2 separate regions of the Zea mays genome follow, and region 2 is linked to region 1. The links are chromatin contacts, called in public Hi-C maps. All regions are on one chromosome and are shown on one strand. The core of a region is the stretch at or near the end of the contact, and the rest is flanking DNA. Distances in the headings are between cores, read along the strand shown. Region 1 holds the start of LOC606453 (translation initiation factor IF-2). Region 2 holds the start of LOC100281526.

What was found. A called contact is a pair of places that touch in the nucleus more often than the background predicts.
Region 2: a contact with region 1 is called in a Hi-C map of leaf, with 2.4 times the contacts expected there. The contact joins the promoter of LOC100281526 here to the promoter of LOC606453 in region 1. A contact is called at or near these places in 7 of 25 Hi-C or Micro-C datasets (bundle sheath, ear, leaf and 2 more).

Annotation. Positions count from the first base shown.
Region 1 is chr2:47,811,681-47,815,483 of Zm-B73-REFERENCE-NAM-5.0, reverse strand. LOC606453 (translation initiation factor IF-2) reads left to right here and starts at 1,782. Exons shown (of 7, transcript XM_008671126.3): 1 at 1,782-2,133; 2 at 2,257-2,347; 3 at 2,446-2,512; 4 at 3,505-3,803. The coding sequence starts at 2,107.
Region 2 is chr2:47,981,222-47,985,024 of Zm-B73-REFERENCE-NAM-5.0, reverse strand. LOC100281526 reads left to right here and starts at 2,166. Exons shown (of 9, transcript NM_001368024.1): 1 at 2,166-2,479; 2 at 2,596-2,689; 3 at 3,388-3,585. The coding sequence starts at 2,221.

The DNA of each region.
Region 1 (3,803 bases), core at 533-3,032:
CGTTTTGAGTTGAGACATGAACTTCAAGTGGAGAAAGAGATATAGGTGAGTTTTTAGGACTTAGTTCATTGGATTATAAGTCTAATCATGTTTATCTAAGTCATAGGAAGGTGCTAAAAGCCAGGCAAAGTAATTTGAAGAAGAAGCAAAGAAAAAGGACAAAGTCTGGTGCTCTTTAGCGCACCTGACCGGTCTAGTGGGACACTGGGCCGTGTGCGCAGAGAGGGCTGCAAAAGGGCTTGGTGGCCTAGTACACTAGACCACTTTACTAGAGGCACCAGAAGAAGGGTTTGGAGCCCTGGTGTGAAAGCATTTAGGCCCCTAAGTAGAGTTTTGGTAATTAATGACAATTATACGCGGTCTAATGGATTCTGGTAGAAAATAAGAATGCATGTAGTCCCAAACGGTGGGCGCAATGGTGGGCGTCAAATGTTGGGCACTATGGGCGTTGATGAGCTGACAGGTGGTCCCAAACACTCGGAGAGTAGGTGAGAGCTCAGATGCACAATGAAACAGACTGGGGGTATTTATAGGCCCATTCGGTGGTACATGGTCCAAAATACGGCCCTGCCCCTGGCTACCAACTACATCTAGGGAATATCCCCTGCTACGGGGTAATTACAACATTGTTCGTACAGTAATTCGTGTACACTGGACTACACATCCACACGTTACACTGACAAGTGGGCCCTTTCGATGTCTTCTATTGCACCAGAGGTGTGCATGGTCGACTTGTGGCCTTCGTCCCGAGGGCCTCCGCGTCATTGCTCCCCTTGATCACGACTGGCTTGGGCACATCCTTTAATCGATGAGGAAATGAAGGCCTCGGCCATCGACGACTTGTTGCTGCCCGCCGGATCGAAGACCTCTTTGCTTGTGATCCTTCGACTGCCTGGCCATCCAAGGCCTCCGTATGACATAGTCCCTCCTCGACGTTCTCAGGTCAAAGGATGCCTTTGCTGATGGGCCCTTCGCTCGCGGATCTGCGAAGGCTATTAGGAAGGAAACATGGTCTTCGTCCGATTGGTTGAGGGCCTGCCAGCCCTCCGCCCAACAGCAGGTTGGATCACTGATGGTTGAGCTTCTGTAAGAGTTTGGAGACTATGATATGAATTGTGGATAGCTCGAGGCAAAGGTAATCAATATGTTTTTCCTTTTGTCGGTCAAAAGGTGATTAGAGAAGTAAACTCACAGGCAGAAGATCCTAGGCAACGACTAATGCGCAAGCAACCATTAGGCGCAAGCGTGTAAGAAGGTCTCTTTATCTGTTAGTTCTAGATCCAACCGTAGATGCAATTGTGATTTATTAGTTTTTTTATAAAGTTACACGAGGTGGTGGTAGAAGGGTTTAAGTGCTAAATATGAGGACATATTCAATGCAATCACTTATTTGGTGTAAACGTGCAATCAAAACATCCAGAGCGTCCAATTTAGATCCAATGGTTTCATACGGAAGAGGTTAAAGGTAAAATAGATACATGTTTCAGTAGAAGAGGTTAAATGTAAAATAACAATCACCATTGGATCTTGATCAAATGCACCAGATTGTTTGATTGCACGCTTGCACCAATATAAATGATTGCACAAGACATACCGTTAAATCTAGATCTAATGGGCCAAAATACCTGCTTTAACGTTTGTACCTAACGACTACTCGCATATTAGGGTTTGTTTGGAACCATCCATTTTTAAGAAACTGATTTATAGAAACTTAGGTGGTTCCAAACATACTAGTTTATACTTCAGTTTATAGAAATTAGATTCTCAGTTTATTAAAAACCAAGAAATTAACTTCTCCTAGCTCTAAAAGATAAAAACTGGGTTTCTTTGGAAGAGGCCCTATGTGGTTGCCTGAACCTGATCGTTTTTTTTTCTGTGTCCAGGGCTCCAGCGCGCTCTCCTCGTCCCTGTTCTTCCCTAGCCGCCGCAGGCTGCAGAGCCCCCGGCGAGCTGCCGCCCCTGCCACATATACTCAGCCTCCGTCCCTCGCCGGTCCCAATACCCTGTCGTCCCCAGACGAAGCCGACGAGCGTGACCCTCGCTTGCCTGAATCTGACGCCTCCGGGCTCGGGCTATAGTTCAATCGGTGCCGGCGGGGCAAGAGGAATGGCGTGGCGGATGATGCGAAGGAAGGTAAGAATAAGATGGAACTTTTAGCCGAGAGCTTAGTATTTGCGCGTGCGGAGTCCAGTTTTCCCTTCGATTTTTCCAGTAATAAGTTCTCGTAGCATCTCCGCTGACGCCTGCGTATTGCAGGATTTTCACACGGGCCTTGTGACTTTGGCGTTCCGAAAGGATCTTGGGTTCAAAAAGTTTTTCTCCAGTGGAAAAATCGGAAATCTGTCCCGTAAGTTGATCATGGTCTTGGTCTCATTGTCATGTTTTAGTTAAATCTCCCATAATTTATTGTTTGGAGTTACATCTGCCTTGGCTTCCAATCTGCAGAGGTCTACGGCAGTGATAAGCCCAAATACTCTGCTAATTGCATGCCCTCTAACCATTTCACTATCAGGTACGTTTATTTATGTGCTTTGCATGACTATACATGTTCTAAAACTATACAAGACATATCTGAAGCATCCAACACATGTATTTCAGTTTGGTTCTATTAGAAATCGGTAAAAGTGTGTTAGATACATCAGAAATCATCTTGGACGAAATTTACTTCGGCTTTATTGTTCTTCCAAACTTCTGAGTGGTGTCTGATGGCTGCAACTTGTGTATGCAACAATTCCCATGTCATATTGTTTGACCTTTCATGTGACCACAAATTAAGGAACTAAGTTGGTGTGATACTCATCATGTAGCTCCTTTTTTGTTCAAGTTTTATAATTGACTTAAAATATAGATGTTGTGTTTACATGTTGTATGCGACTAGTAATACCTTATTTTGTGCTATAAAAGTATGTGAATTACACCACACTTGTTAACACTGAAAACATTTGATGATAGTGCTTCATATTTTGGTTTATTTCTGATTCTTAAAAGCCATACATGTGACTGATGAGCACATGGATGTGAGCTTTGGGTTGTGTAAGATCATGAAGATTGTTGGGTGGTTTGAAGCTATCATCTGTCTAAAGAGAAAGCTTATAGGTAGATTGGATATACGGACTTCATGACATGATGCTAGATTGTATTTTGAGCTGGCTTACATGACATATTTTATAATTTTAAACATGGATATTTTTTCTTGTCCTCTGATGATCGACCTTTGAGTTTATGATATAGGGTACTGTTCTGATTTTTAACAAATGTGGATCACAATGATTAACACTATGGTTGAACAAATGAAAATTTTATTTGCCTTGGTAACTACTCAATTCAGATTTCATAGTTTGCTCTTGTCTCATTCTTTACCCTTCTAGTCTCATTTATTTGTTTGTCTTTTGAAACAGTTGATGCTGTATATCGTTTAGTACTGAAGTTTAGGCACCATTTTACTAGGATTCTTGCTACTGTTACTTTCATGTTGATTTCAGGTTTCATATGTCTTCTTTATAGGAATTTTAATGCAGGTGTTTATTTGTTAGCATGGAGTCAGAAAAGGGAGGATGTTGTAGGTCTGAAAGCTCCCAAAAAGGAGAAGCGAGTGAAGAAAGAAAATAGAACACAACCTCCTGTAGAAGCACCATATGTTGCACCAAAAACGAAGATATCTATCAAACCTGTACCAGATAAAACTGTTGAGATTTTTGACGGGATGACTTTGCTTGACCTTTCTAAACGAACTGGTGCGTATATTAGTACACTTCAAGGCATACTTGCAGATCTTGGTGAAAAGGTTGAATCTGAGTTTGACT
Region 2 (3,803 bases), core at 917-3,416, 170 kb before region 1:
GACAAAGAGCGCGCCACATATGTCCAGCTTGAAATTAGTTTTGTTAGGCTTGTTACAGAAGCTCTTCTTAGCCGCTTCAAGTAACATAGCGTCTTCTGCTCCAATCGACCGAGCCACGTAAAAGCGGTTGTAGATATCATTGAAGATGGTTATCCTTTTATTGTTCGTGGACCATTGATATTTCAGCTCCTTGGGGGCACGGTGATGATGACTTTATGTGGTGGAGTTATAGGGGCTAGTTATTTGGCCCTAAAAGGTTGATCCCTTCTTGTCATTGCCATCAATAGGGACGATATAGTGCAGTAGCCACATGTGGACCTATAAATATATGAACTTAAAAAATATTGTTGATCTAAAATAATATGTCAAATTTATAAAATATATACATATATATATATATGTATACTTACCAACATTTTCTGCTTTGTCTTTGTCCTCTGTCTTTGTTTAATCCATTTGCCATTGGAACTGATAAGCACCGGAGTAAGCAGACTGGTTCAGAGCGGCATCGTTGTCTCTGGTTGGGGCACTATTGTGCATGCAAAAGGATGAATTGAAGGATGAGCATTGTATGGGGGAGAAGCACCAAACAGGGGAGAGAACGAGGGAGGAGCACCATACAATCCATATAGAGGAGCATCATATGGGTATCTATACGAGTATGGATAAGTGAAATGTGATGGAGGAGAAGCATCGATGGTAGAATCTTCAGTAGGAGAGGAGAAATGCCGATGGTAGAATTTTTATTGGGAGGATGAGGAGCATCCATGTAATGTCAGAAGGGATACATAGAAGAATATGATATAAAAATAGAGGTTGTGGACTCAGGTAACAGGTACAGGTAGAAACATCCTCCCAAGGTCATCGAAGAAGACATGTCCCACATCGGTAGAGGTGTGAGGACATTGTGGAAATTGGTTGTTGAGCAAGTAGGTGAAGGTTTCAAAGTTTGGACTCTACCTAAGATCCATATTAAATAGAGAGTGGAAGGTTAAAGGAAGATAAGCGAATTGGAGAGTGAGGTGTAAATGAACTCAAACATCCACATCTATTTATAGAGTGGATTCTGTGATTTTTAGCTTTTTTAAAAAAAATGAACTTCAAATGGTTAAAATAGCATGAACTAATCATGAGGTAGTTCTAGTCAATACTAACTGCAATCGATACTAACTAGACCGATCGATTGATAGGCGTACCAATAGATCGACCGAACTGATCCACATTAGAGCTACACTAATTAGTACCGACCAGCGGCACACCCACACCATTAGTTGGTTTCTACTTTCTACCGATGTTAAAATCAGCCTAGACCATTAGGGGGCGTTTGACAGAGCTCCCACTGCTCTGTTCCTAGCGAGAATCACTTCTAGGAAGCTAAACCGCTAAAAACTGAGTTGCTCTATGGTGAGAGTGAAGTGAATATAGTCACCATTTTGTACAAGAGAGTGGGAGCAAAAAAAACCCGCTTCCCGCTGCTCCTAACCTGCTCCCCATACTCCAACCCCCCAGGAATCACTTCATACATAATTTGCCAAACAGTTTTCGCTAAATAGATTCACTTCTACTTCATAATTATTTGGAATCACTATTTTAGAGAATTAGCTCTCGGAGCTAAAGAATCATGGACCGCTGTCAAACGAGGCCTTAAATTCTTGGAACTTTAAGCGTTATATAGAGTGGTTCATATTTTCATCGGTTATCATGTCTTACGGATATTTTTCTATTTTTAAAATATTTGTTAAATCCGCATTTATTTTTTAAAACAAACATCCAATGTTTTTTCTACATACAAGTATGAGGAAGCTAAGGAAATGGAACCTAGTTTGGTTATTTATTTATTTTCTGGCAACGTGCTGGTTGATTGTGACGTTAGTCTAGGTGTCAGATTTGTATCTATGATGGGCCTTTTTTTTCCTTTCGCAACTTTCACCTGTGAATAACGTTCTTGCATAATCGCACGGGCGAAGCCTTCAGAAGCACACGTTGGTTGTGTGGCTCACTGGCACCGCGCCACTCAGCTCAGCAACGATGCAACCACCTGACAATGGCATCTCTTTGCGCGCCCTCGGCGCTCCTCGACCACCCCCATCGCCGTCGGAGACGAGACGAGCACCTATACCTAGCCGTATAAAGGCGGCAGGGCTTAGACAAGCTAGTGCAGGCTTCCCGGGCCCCTAGATTCTCTCTCGCGCTTCCGCTTTCCTTCTCCTGGTCCTGGCCATGGCCCACGAACGGGAGCCGCTCCTGCAGCAACGACAGACCGGCGTCGGCAATGCCTGCGGTGCCAAGGACTCGTCCTCGGCGCCGGCGCCGTCGGCTGCCGCGCTGCCGTCGCTGGCTAGGACCGTGCTCAAGTTCCTGATGTGGGCGGTGTTCCTCACCTGGGCCGCGGGGATCTTCCTCTACCCGACCAAGCCCGTGCAGGCCGTGTTCAGGAAGTGGGTCGGGCTCACCAGGGACTCCATGTTCGGCATCGCCGGTACGCCCCCGTGGAGCAATTTTGCTCTCCTCCTTTTCACACCCGTCTGAAATTAACGCAGGTTAGATTGACTGGGATTCTTTCCCCCTTTTCTTCTTGTTCGTAAATTCTTGCAGGGGGTATTTTCCTGACCTTCAGCGCGCCAATTCTGATCATTGCGCTTCTCGCATATGTGTACATCTCCTTCTTCCCGAGTGAGCATGTGGTGGAGTAAGTTTTTTTCCCCCTTTGTCTTCTAGTTTTCAGAATTTAGAAGACTCGTTCCAGAATTATGGGAACTTGAGTAGTTTAGGGGTGCTTGGGAACAAAGTTTTTCTGCAGTTTTGGAAGAATACTGCAGTATTCTCAAATACTGCAGTATTATATACATAATGGTGTTTGGCAAGCTGGGTAAAATCTCTGTTTTCAAAACTGAAGTATTGCAAATACTATAGTTGTTTTAAGGCATTCTAAACTTAGCTCTGGACCTCAGTTTTCAAAACTGCGGTATTATAAACTACGGTATTGTCATAACTAAAGTATAGTATAGTATTTCAAAAACTGTAGTTTTCAAAAACTTTGTTCCCAAACAGGGCCAGTAGTTTACTTCTGAGAGGGTGACCAACTGGCACTGAAAGTTCAGAGTCGCACATGTTGACTATTTTATACTGTATCTATTATAGTACTCGAATGGTTTCGATAACTTGAACTAGACTAGGCATGTTTAGTCCAATTATTTGGAGGCTATTTATGGCTACAAAACCAACACAGCGCAATAGGTTCAGATTCGAACACTGCAAGTTCAGGATGATATGAACATTTTGAATTCAGAGCAGAACCTTGCATAATTTTTACATAGATTTCCTGCTCCTGCTTCCGGTTCATGTACACTATTCTAGTATTCATCTCTACTTTTACTTGCGCGCCAGGAAAAGGAAGCTGCGCTCACTGAGTTTCAGGCTCTGGACTTTCCCTGTTCTTGTAGACGGCCCCTTTGGAGTTGTCTCTGCAGTTGAGTTCATCGGAATTGTCTTGTTTATAGTTTTTGTTGTCTACTCAATGACCTATTATGCCGTGGAAGCTGTGAGCCTTGTCTCGAAATTTGATATCCCATCAATGACTGAGAGGTATGTTCTATAACGAAGGACTGTTTGATTGAAACCCTGCAAAGTCAACAGTGTAACTCATTTATTTAGAATATAACAGTGTTATGCACACCAAGTAAATCGAGAGGGCCTCTAGCTGAGTTGGGTAGGTGGTTTGAATAGCACCACTCAGATTCTAAGTTCGACTTTCCGTGGAAGTTAATGTAATCCCATGGCTGTCTTTATGTAGATGATACATG